4 separate regions of the Mus musculus genome follow, and all the other regions are linked to region 1. A link is a contact called in public Hi-C and promoter capture Hi-C data. All regions are on one chromosome and are shown on one strand. The core of a region is the stretch at or near the end of the contact, and the rest is flanking DNA. Distances in the headings are between cores, read along the strand shown. Region 1 holds the start of Plcxd2 (phosphatidylinositol-specific phospholipase C, X domain containing 2). Region 2 holds the start of Bbx (bobby sox HMG box containing). Region 3 holds the start of Cd47 (CD47 antigen (Rh-related antigen, integrin-associated signal transducer)). Region 4 holds the start of 4932412D23Rik (RIKEN cDNA 4932412D23 gene).

Region 1 (2,738 bases), core at 118-2,617:
CCAGTAATCCAACCCCAGTTAAATGTCTTTTATGAGAGTTGCCTTGGACTTGGTGTCTTTTTACAGCAACGGAAACCCTAACTAAGACAGGTAGCCTGGGATACAGGGGTAAAATGGAGGTCATCTGGTGATTAAACGACAGCTGCCCTAGGGTTTTATACATAAACTCCAGGAGTTTTAAGAGTTCTGGCCACTGTTCTCTTTTCCCCTAAGGCCCTCCTGAGTCTCTAGGGTCCTTCTTGCTATAAAAGGCTACCTTAATTTAAAATTTTTTAAATAAAATTATCTGTTTGCCAAAATAGTATTTTTTTATTATTTATTTTATTTTATTTTTATTTTTTGCAAAGTATGCAGGTCAGATCTTGGAGGTGGCTCAGTGAGTAAAGGTGCTTACTGCCAAACTTGACGATCTGAGCCCCGGGGACGGTCTCAAGGAAGGAGAGAACTGGAGTAATCTGTCCTCTGAACTGCACACATGCATGTTCTCACAGAAAAACGCATACAAGAAATATATAAATCTAACTACAAATTTTAACTAACAATATCGGATTATAAAACTCTGTACTACATTTGAATACTATTTGAAGTGGGAACAGTTCAGGAAGCAGAGAAGTGGGTCTGTGTTCTACAGACCGAGTTAGGGAACCTCATTTCAAAATGAACTTTGCACAGACTGCCACCACGTGACCTGCCTCAGGCTGTTTCATCCATTCGAGGAAGTGTATCAGCAACTCTGAGTCTTGTGGTAATGCTGTGAGGAGCAGGTGAGACAAATAATTCAAAAGGTTTCAAACAACAGCAACAGGAACCCAAAGCACCATTATCTCCTCCTCTGTGAAACGGAAATAATGGCACTGGCCAGTTTCAGCGGACTGTGCAGGAGAACTGTCAGTTTGCATTGTTTCAAACACAAACCTGCTTTGATGCTGCCATCTAAATAGGAGCCGCAGCAGCACCTTTCTCTGGCCTCTCTAGCTCTCCTGTTTCTGCTGCTACGGTGGTTTGAAAAAAAAAAAAAAAAAAAGTAGCGCGTTTCTGGGTAATTTTCACCGCAGTGAGAGTAAGGCCGAGGGAGAGAGGAGAAACCTTTGAGGTCGCGTCAGAGATCTACAAGAAAAAGATCAATCTGAGGACAGCCGGCCACGGTGCACATCTCCCCTTCCGGAGCAGCAGGCCGCAGCCCGACCTGTCCACTCGCTACCCCGCTGGAGTGGAGAGGGGAGGAGCTAAGAAGCAGGGGAGGCGTGGGAGCGCGATGTAGGGGCGGGCCCTCAGAGCGTTGTCCAATCAGAGAGAATCCCGCCAACGACCAATCACAGCTCGCCTAGTCTGGCAAATCTGCCCGGCAGTGCGGGGCGGGGCCGCCAGAGTCCCGGGGCTGCCGGTTACTCTTCTGAGAGCCCTTCAGAAAAGCACAGGGCAGTGGGCAGAGAAGCCAGGGGGCGGGGGTGCAGGCAGGCCCAGCCTGTGTACCAGCCCGGGGAAACCCACGGAAGCACCCATGAACAAGAGATGGTGCAACCCGGGTGCGCACGTGTGTGCAGCCCGCTGGCACGTCTCTATGCCCTGTGGGCACCTGTCGTGTGAGTAGCTCCGGGTGTGGCTGTTCCTGGATGTTGTGGGTTTCAGGAAGGTTTGTATCTTCGGGCCTGCCTCCCCCGTCTCCAGAGGGGAACTAAGAAGTTTAACTGACCAGGGACTGAGGAGATTAAAGGAGTGGATCTCAGTGGCAAGGCGAAGAGGGTGGGGACTGCGGGAGCAGCAGGCAGGGGAGCACCTATTTGACCCATCTCCCAGCTAGAAAAGGATCTTGAAAAGACTGGCGTGACCCATGTGCTCTGAAATGTTTAGAGAGCCCCGAGCGGTGATGACCACAGAGTGAGTGGCACTAGACTGAGCCTGTCTAAATCGTGGACGACAGGGATGCTTGCATTTAGAAAGGCCAGAAGGAAACTCAGGATGGGTACCATCTGCTCTCCCAATCCCAGCGGGACAAAGACAGCCTCGGAGGTCTGCAATGCCGACTGGATGGCCTCGCTCCCCGCTCACCTCCACAACGTCCCCCTTTCCAATCTGGCAATCCCAGGTATTCGTCTATAACTACTTGTTCGCACTGTGTTTAATGCTGCCATTTTAGTGTTTGCTAGTGGGTTGGTTGTTTTCTGTTGTGTTGAAAAACAATTGTCAGTGATCTCTTTTTATTTCCAAATTAAAAAAAAAAAAAAAAAACTTAACAGGAAGGTAGCTGCTGTAAAGAGAGTCAGTCAAGCCGACTGCATCACTGGCAAAAGGGACAGTTGAGAGAATGGAATCACTGCGCTGTTGTTTTGTTGTTTTTATTTTGTTTACACCATACGGCCTCAGTCTAAGAATGTTAACCATCTTGATGCAGAGGCCTGGGTATGTGAAAGGCTCGCTGACTTGAATCATTTAAGGGAAAGGGGGAGAGATCAAGAATAATGGGTAGAAAGTCCTTAACAATCTTAGCTCTGGGTCAACATTGAAGCTGAAAAGAATATTTTTCTCATTTATCTGACCTTTCTTGAAAACAAAAATCAGATAAGTGTTAGAAAATAGGTTCAGATTCTAGGCTGGGCATCAAGGCACATAGTTTTGTTGTTGGAAATGCCAGAAATAGAGGATGCAGTCTGTCCTCACAGGCAGTCATTAGGTGTGATGAAGTGACGGTGTTTGAAGCTTTGTCTATATATACACAGGTGTCTGCCTAGCTGATGTAG
Region 2 (2,738 bases), core at 148-2,647, 4.4 Mb before region 1:
CCCCCAAACAAACAAACACACAAACAAAAAGTCCAAAACCCAAAACCAGAACAGAAAGGTTTTCTTACTCGGTTTACTTTTAAAATTTAGGCTATCAGTTAGACTATAAAAATCATACTATTTAATCTTCAAAACTGTTTGTATTTAAGATTCTTGAAAATTTTGGATCCTGGTCAGAAGGAACTCCAGGAAAACATCTGGGACCTAGAATAGTCCCAGTGAGTTGTAGATGCTGAATAACCATTTAATGAAGGCAATCTTGGGAAAGCTTATTTTAATCTTTAAATAAAAACTAAAATCAACTCTAAGAATGAAGGAGACTAAAAGAACTCATATGCTCAAAAGATTGCTCAACTAGTTAAAAACTTGTGTGTGCATTTTATTCTGTTTTAATTCCTAGGTTCGGTTCTTTCTAAGTATCCCTTTGACTTGTTTATATCAAACTGTTAACAAGATCTGCCAAAGATACAGCATAGTAAAAATATCATTAAAACTAGATCTCGCTTTCATTGTCTCTAGAAATCACCCACCATAGAGTAGTCATATACAGCGGGAAATACATAAAACAAAGGATGTGTGTGCGTGTGCGTGTGCGCGCGCGCGCGCGCGCGTGTGTGTGTGTGTGTGTGTGTATTATAAATCTTGGCTATATTGAACCAAGAGGTCTATTTCTAAGGCAGACTGTCGATTGTCATTTTCCCACAAGGTGTGTAATTTCAGCACACCTTGTGTACCCATACAGGTGATTGCCCTCTGACTTTCAAGTGCACATTCGGCTACTTTAGCATAAGGTTTATCTTTGTTTCTGCCTGTTGTATTGATTTTTTTTCTTACTTTCTGAATTTGCTTGCTAACGAGGCAGTCACAATCTCAAAGCATTCTAGTCTTGATAAACTTATCTCGCACTATTTTGGCCTATGTGATGGCTAACCCATTGACAAAAGAAATCTAAGCTGATAAAAGCCTTTCTCGGCCACTTGTTAGCAGGCCGGGCTGTAAAATCATAACACAATGCTCGCCTCTTTCATGGGGCACCACAAGGCAGCGATCAAACCCATCCCTCCTCACTTCCATATCCAGTGGAGTTGTAGTTTATTACCATAACCCTCCCAAGTCAAAAGGACACCAGTTTCAAGCCTGGCAACTTGGTATAGAGAGGGCTTCCTTCCTGACCCCTACTCTGCTGGGCCTCACTACCTGTCTTCGCCCACTGTCTACAGGTCCCGAACATTAGAAAATAGAAAATGTGATGATCTTTGTGTGTCTCTGTGAAATGTGTGTATGTGTGCGTGTGTTTGGGTGTAACGCGCCTCCTGTTTGGCTGCGCCGCCCGTCCGTCACGGCGCGGGCCAATGGCAGGCTGCCTTATATAAAATGAGTGTTTTCAGTCTCTCCGGGTTGCATGTACTGTATGTGGAGCAGTGTACAGTGGAGCGGAGGCAGCGCGGCTCCGCAAGCTCCTCTCCACTTTCCCATAGAGAGCCCCTGACTGGCCGCTGAGGGCGAGCCACACACACGCCCTCGCGCCGCGGCGAGCCCGCGAGGTAGGCGCCCGCCATCCGCAGCCTTCGCAGGCGCTCTCCCGCACTTTCTGTTTTCCTACTCACTTGCGAGCCGCCGGGGCTGCAGCCCGAGGACTCCGCGGCAGGAGCGGCGGCAGCGGCGGCGGCAGCCGGTAGGGTGGACTTGAGGAAGGCGAGGGGAACCCGCGCGTCCGGAGCCCGAGCCGCCACCGGCCGGCGCCTCGCGGGCCACTTTCCCCTCAGCCAAAACTTTGGGTGGCGAGAGGTCGGGCCGAGGGTCGCGGCGGCCGCGCCGGCGGGCCCGGGCCGGGGGGCGCGCGGCGCTGCCCGGCGAGCGCGAGCTGGGGGCCGGGCTGGGGAGGAGTAGGCCAGCCGGTGCCAGGCTGCGTTTGCAGGCAGCACCTCTCGGCGCCCGGGCAGCGCCGCCCGAGGGGGCACGGAGCCGGGGCGCGGGGTTGAGCCGCCCGAGGAAAACAACAACGGAGCGGTCCCCTCACGCCGGCGGGCGGCTCGTGGCCGCCCCGGGAGCCCCAAACTTCAAGGAGGCGAAAGTACGTGGAGGAGCCCCGGGCAGGGCTCGGCTGCCGGGGGAGGTGGGGCCTGAGGAGCCCGGGGCAGGGGTGGAAGGTACGGGAAGGCTGCCCTCGGTGGGTCGGGGCTACATTTGGTGTGTGTGCGACGGTGACCGGGACCGGCAGCCCGGTTGCTCGTTCATCTGCAGAGTTAGGATTTGGGTGTTCCGGCCCCGAGATCGGTGTCCCCCTCACCCCCCACCCCCAGCCAAATGCGCGGCGAGTGGAGAAAGTGCTGTTCCAGTGCCAGAGTAGCCTGGAGGAAGAACAGGGGAGAGGGGAAGAAGGCGAAGAAGGCGAGAGAGGGAGAGGAGGGGAGGGGAGGGAAAGGGGAGAGGGAGGGGAAGAGAGAGAGAGAGAGAGAGAGAGAGAGAGAGAGAGAGAGAGAGAGAGAGAGAGAGAGAGAGAGAGAAACGGGAGGGAAGAGAGGAGGGGGGAGAGGACGAGGGAGGCTGTGTCAGGATTTTGCTTGAATGTGGGATTATGTTGTGTCAATAAGTTTAAGGTGGAGAGAGCGAGGCTGGGGGTGGTGGCGGTGGAGGGGAGGAGGAAGGCCTTGGCTGGTTAAAGACTCATTCTGAAGGTAAGTTATGGCATTGCACGGTCGCGATGACAGAAAACTTGCAGATCCTTTATCCGGGGA
Region 3 (2,738 bases), core at 125-2,624, 3.8 Mb before region 1:
AATCAGAAAACATCCAATACCAACAATTTAGATAACACAGGTCTTTATTATTATCAGCTACAACACCCAGGATGATTGGGAGAGGGAAGTGGTGGGCAGGGTATTAAGGGCATCTTGGAAATAGATCCCAAACACTGGCCTTTATAAGGCATTGTGAGGTTAACCATCAGTTTAAGGTTCAATTAATTTAGCATCCATCCTAAGACAAATTTAACATTTGCTGTTATCCTGCTGCAAGTCTGTTCCGATTCTTACCAAAAGTTCGCAGAGGAATCTGCAGATATGAAGCTTGCCGGGCGGTATATGGTCACAAAAATTCCTATTCTTCCCTCGGCTTTTTACAAAGGAGGTACGCGTTCATAAACAGCAAAATACTTTACAAAAGAGGAGGTGCATCCCTGGCAATTACTGTCTTTAGACCACTGGCAATATCTGGGCAAATCTTAAAATACGTTTGCTCCAAGGAAGAGGGAAAAAAAAAACTTTAATCTACAATAAGGAATATATTAAAGTGCTGGCAAGGGAGGGGGGTAGCGGGGGTGTCACGAGAAGTGTTTCCAGGAAGCTTGTTTTGAGGATTCAAAACAACAACCACAAAAATACGCGGTCAGAGGGAGGGAAAGAAAAAAAAAGCTTCGATAAAAGCTGGGTGGGAAATAAAACTTGGGTCCACCGTGTTCTCTCTGCTCCAGTGCTTACGCGGTAGGGCAAAAAGCCTTTCTGGTCGACTTCACCAAAATGCGCACTTCATCACAAGAGGCCCGGGCCTCCCACTCTAGTCCTTCAACCCCAAATGCTGCGTGAAAGCTCTGAGAAAGGAGAGGGGTGCAAGAGGAGGGGATGGGGGGGGCGGCAGCTGCCCCCTCGCTTTCTTTGCAGTTGGGGTTTTGCACAGTTGCGGTTGTTCCCAGTTCTTCCTACGTGTGCGCACTGGAGAGTGAGGAGCTTCAGCCCGCTCTCCCCGGGGGGGAAAGGGACTAGGGAAGGAGAGCAGAGGGAGGAGGCAGGGGCGCCGATGCCCCGCCGGGCCCTCCCACAGTGGCGCTCCGGGTGCGCAGGGCCCGCGCATCCCGCCACCCCTCTCCTCTTCTCTCTGCTCTCCTCCGGGCGCCGCCTGGCCGGCGGGGGTGCAGCCCACACTCCTGCGGGGGCGCCTGGGTGCTGCGCACCAGCCTGAGAGCCGGGATCCCCGAGCCACTCACCGCAGCAGCAGGAGCCCAGCAACAGCGCCGCCGCCAAGGGCCACATCTCCGCGCCGCCGGGGGGTCGCCGCCGCAGGTGTCTGGAGCAGCCGCCGCCTCCGCTGCTGCCTTCAAGGGAAACGACCGACCAGCAGCGCCGCAGCAGTGACAGGCAGGAGCGGCCGCCCAGGCTGCCCGGGGGTGCGCGCGCGCGCGTGCTCGCCGCCCCGCGCACGCGCACTCCGCCCCGCCTGGCCGCCTCTGCTCGTTGACGTGACGCCAGCCTCACACCCAGCCCTGGGCAGGCTCCGGCGGAGAGCGCCAAGAATCAGCCTGTCCCCGGGGCTGCGCGGGTTGCACTCTCTGCTCACGGCCCCCGTCCCTCCAGCCAGCTCTCTTCCGGCTTCGTGTCCTGGGCCGGCCTGAAAGACGGGAGCATGGGACACACACGCTCACCGGAACTCACGGCACGCGTCCCTGCGCAGCCCCGCTGCTCTCTACTCCCTCTGGCCAAGCTCGCCCTGGACCTCGGAGCCGCCCAACCTCAGTCCAACTCCTCCTCCCTGCTCTCCCGGTGTAGGCGCTGCTTCTGCTTTCACCATCTTCCCTCCCAAGGCGCGCAGCCCTGGAGCCGCAGGGCTGGGCGGAGAGAGGGCGCTGTGACCAGGTCCTGGCCCCCGAGGAACTCCTTCCCTCTGGCTCCCCCTGGCCCTGATCTCTCCCCGGTCTGACTTGTTCCAGAAGTGGACCTCCTTATCTGTTTTTCTTTCTTTGTTGGCTAATGTTTTCATCCCCCAAGCAGGGTTGGGCAATCAAGTTCCATGCATAATGAGCAGTTTAAAACCACGAAGGAGAAAGGGTGACAGACACAAGGATTGTGGCAGACAGGCCCCGTGTGAGTAAACAGATCCTTGACGCTATCGGCAATATTGGGAAACTGGCTTATGTCTGCATCCTTGTGTAGACCTCTGACCTGTTTGAGTTCAGTTCTTGAATAGGTTTAAAAGTGTAGCTCTAAGCCACTCTCTTCACCCTGAGGCAAAGGTCCTTTGACTAAAAGGACTTGATCTCTGTAATAATGGGTGCCCATTCTGGGTGATATTCTCTGAGCTGAGCTAAAAGACTATCACACTATTTATTGCACTTCTTAAAGTCTTCTACCCCATTTCCTTCTCAATAGCCAGTGTAGCAGCAATCCAATTCAGGATAAAACTTGCCACTGTCTATGATGCTGTGACAGTGTCCTTATTTCATGATTATTTTCCTAAGGAAATAACCACTCCCTCCCAGATAGGGTACCAACAACAAACTAAAGTAGGATTCCACCGAAGTCAGTCTTGGACCAAAAGGTTTCTTGAGCTTGCTATAAGTTACTTCCCACCCAGCAGCGCAGAAGATCTGAAAGCAACCACACCTAAAAATTTCACCGCAGCATGAATTCCCCGTTCTTTTGATACCCTTCTATAGTCGGCATACTCTAGCACCTACTTAGGGGTGTCTGAGAGGTGCAAGAGGAAGTAGCTAGAATCTCAAGTAAGGGTTCAATGACCCTCCTGT
Region 4 (2,738 bases), core at 72-2,571, 3.1 Mb after region 1:
TGCTGGAGAACTGTCTTGCTTCTTCAGACCTGATTTGACCCGGTTCGGAGTAAGAGATCATCAGATTACCGAGCTAGGTAGCGTAGCTGTACGCCATATTGTGTTTTTCGCTAATGTTTATAGTCTGTGTGTGTGCCTAGCATATGCTTGTGCAAGTGTGTTTATCAATACAACTTTTACGAAATCCCTGCCTCCTGCCTCTTCTGCATCCTTAGGAAGGGGAGGGGCTGAAGGGGGACACTGAGAGCCCCCCACACAGGGAAAAGCATTAAAACAATTAGAGGACCACATTTGAATGAACTTCAAAACCATACTCCTGTATTTGGGGATGGGGTAGGTTTTGTTATTTTGTTTTGTTTTGTTTTATGTCTCAAGGTATGAGAGAGCGTTAACTTTTTTTTTTTTTTTTAATGTTTCGGAAGGGGCCCAAAGGCTAAAGAGAGGAGGACAGGGTTCAATCCTTGCCAAGCCCCCCTGTCTACGGGTGAGAGCAAGGCAGGCTGGGCTACGCGCCCAAGCCCGGGTTCTCCGAAGCCAGTTCTCTGCGCGGGAGGAAAGCGACTGGGAGGGCGGAGGGAGGGAGAGGAGAGGGGCGGGAGCCGGCGCCGCCAACAGCTCCGGAGCCCCGGCCGGTGCCCCTCAGCTCCTCTTCTGGGAAGCCGCGACTCCAGAAGCGGGGAGGAGAGACTAGACGCAGTGGCAACGACCGGACGCCCCGCCCGGGCCAGCGGCGGACCCTCCCCGCAGGGTCGCGCGAGGCCGCCGGGCGGGCGCGAGGAGGGGCGGCGGGAGGGCGCGCGGGGCGGGGCGGGGCAGAAGCCCCGGGCTGCGGCTCGGAACTCGCGCCACGGCCCCACCCCGCCCCCTCCTCGGCGGCCCGTCACCCCCGACTCCCCGCGACTCGTAGACGCCCGGCCGCGCTCCGCACGCACACACCCCTCCCTCCCGCCCGCCCCACAACAAATTAGAGTTTTTGGCGTTACCTCCTCGCGCTCTTTAATCTTCTTTCCTCAACTCCTAAACTTCCCCCCGCCCCTACTTCTTCGGCAGAAGGCCCACATTGGGCGCCCGAAGCCGCGAACCTCTACCTTGTCCTACTATTGGGCGGCTCGCATGCCACTCGCTGCTTCAGCTGACCAATAGCGTTTGGACAGCCCTCGTGAGGTTGCCGCCCATAAACAAAATGCACTCTTCCTCCTCCCCTCCGCGGCTCCTCCCCTAACTGCCCCTTCTCTCATCTCTGTCATCTTTGATTGGCCTAGGAGACACCCAATCCGCTATCTCAAGCATCAACTGGTGAGCGGAAACTTCACTCAGAGCAGTTTTAACAGTCTATTGGTCAATGTTCTCAACTCTTCCCGCCCACCAGCGCCCTGTGTAGAGAGGCCAGCTGTCTCTGGTTATTCAGTGATCCAAGAGCTGGGAAACTATTGGTCGACAGAGGCCGTCAGACCGGACTGTAGTGATCGGTGATTGGTCAGTATAGGCACGATCAAGTTTGGTTGTTTACTCCTCCACTTCCCCACCCTCCTTTTCATCCACGTCCCCGCCCCCTCCTGACTGCTTTTACTTTCTACGCATTTCTATTTCCTCCTTTATTTATTTATTTGTGATAAACTTAAATGACCCGAGGATAGAGGCGGGACTCCAAGAGGGGCTAGAGGATGACGGGCGGCGGCCCGGGGCCAATTGTCGCGGGGACTGCGGGGTGAGGGGCAGCGGCGGCGGCCAGTGAGAAGCAGGTGTCTGCCGCGCGCCGCCTATGGAGCCGGGATGCCCCAGCGGAGGCGGCGGTTACCCGCTGTCTGGCTCGCCCAGAGGGGGAGGGGAGGGAAGGGGTTCAGTGCAGGGAGGAGGGGTGTCGTGGTCACGGGCAGTGGATGTCCTAGCGAGCAGGATCCTGGCGGTGGGAGGGACCGCTGGGCGGGAGGCGACCTGAGGCCCAGGGAGACAGAGAGGCGGGAGCAGTTTTAGGACTCCCAGGGAATGTGTTTCTACAGAAAAATACCGTGTAAAACCGTCTGCAGAGAGCCGCCCTTAATATCAATGAGGATTTATTATCCTACCGGAAAAAGCAGATTATGTTTCTTATTACTAAACGCCTGAAGTACTGACGACCCAACTGAAGCCCACAAAATTCAATATCCTGGGAGCTAGAAGGAATAAAGCAACACGGAAAATTAAATGCAGTTCAGATGCTTCAATAAAACCTTCATCTTCATCCATTTGTCACTCAGCATAGTACTCCCCAGAGCCAAATTCTAACAAATACTGGTCAGGCAAGGGCGGGGTGGAGGAGGAAGGGGGTGAGGCCTGAGGCCAGCAGGAAGCCAAGGATAGATTCCTGAAAAGAATTCCTTAAAAGGACTAAGATGGAAAAAAGAATGGCTTTTCACTCTACAAAGAAAAAGAATTCCTGCCAAAATAAGAACTAATACTTTTTAAGGAGCTTAATTTGTCACGAAAGGGATTTGTCAGAAACACCAACCATACAAAGAAACTGTATTTGTAGTATTGGTTATTAATACAGAAAATAATCTTATAGATTATAGACTTGAAAAATAGATTCTGGTAGACTTGAAGTAAGTTTAAGCCTGGATTTCACGTAGGTTTCCTTGACACACACTAAATACTTTGAACACCAAATGTTTGCTTTGACTAAGTAGAAGTCTGGCAGACCATAAGCAAAACAAAATTAGCCCTGACTTAAAAAAAAAAAATAGCACAAGGCCTTGACT

The links. Promoter capture Hi-C pulls out the DNA fragments that hold promoters and counts their contacts. A called contact is a pair of places that touch in the nucleus more often than the background predicts.
Region 2: a contact with region 1 is called in a promoter capture Hi-C map of pre-B cells. The contact joins the promoter of Bbx here to the promoter of Plcxd2 in region 1. A contact is called at or near these places in 1 of 39 promoter capture datasets (pre-B cells) and 1 of 484 Hi-C or Micro-C datasets (CD4 T cells).
Region 3: a contact with region 1 is called in a Hi-C map of CD8 T cells, with 5 times the contacts expected there. The contact joins the promoter of Cd47 here to the promoter of Plcxd2 in region 1. A contact is called at or near these places in 2 of 484 Hi-C or Micro-C datasets (CD4 T cells and CD8 T cells).
Region 4: a Hi-C map of CD8 T cells shows a contact between it and region 1, with 4 times the contacts expected there. The contact joins the promoter of 4932412D23Rik here to the promoter of Plcxd2 in region 1. A contact is called at or near these places in 1 of 39 promoter capture datasets (pre-B cells) and 1 of 484 Hi-C or Micro-C datasets (CD8 T cells).

Annotation. Positions count from the first base shown.
Region 1 is chr16:46,009,042-46,011,779 of GRCm38.p6, reverse strand. Plcxd2 (phosphatidylinositol-specific phospholipase C, X domain containing 2) reads left to right here and starts at 1,367. Exons shown (of 4, transcript NM_001134480.1): 1 at 1,367-2,086. The coding sequence starts at 1,924.
Region 2 is chr16:50,431,048-50,433,785 of GRCm38.p6, reverse strand. It overlaps Bbx (bobby sox HMG box containing), which reads left to right and starts at 1,397. Exons shown (of 17, transcript NM_027444.3): 1 at 1,397-1,544.
Region 3 is chr16:49,854,297-49,857,034 of GRCm38.p6, reverse strand. It overlaps Cd47 (CD47 antigen (Rh-related antigen, integrin-associated signal transducer)), which reads right to left and starts at 1,374. Exons shown (of 9, transcript NM_001368415.1): 1 at 1,203-1,374. The coding sequence starts at 1,248. It also overlaps Gm4633.
Region 4 is chr16:42,874,170-42,876,907 of GRCm38.p6, reverse strand. 4932412D23Rik (RIKEN cDNA 4932412D23 gene) reads left to right here and starts at 1,321. Exons shown (of 4, transcript NR_040521.1): 1 at 1,321-1,476. It also overlaps a transcript of Zbtb20 not described here.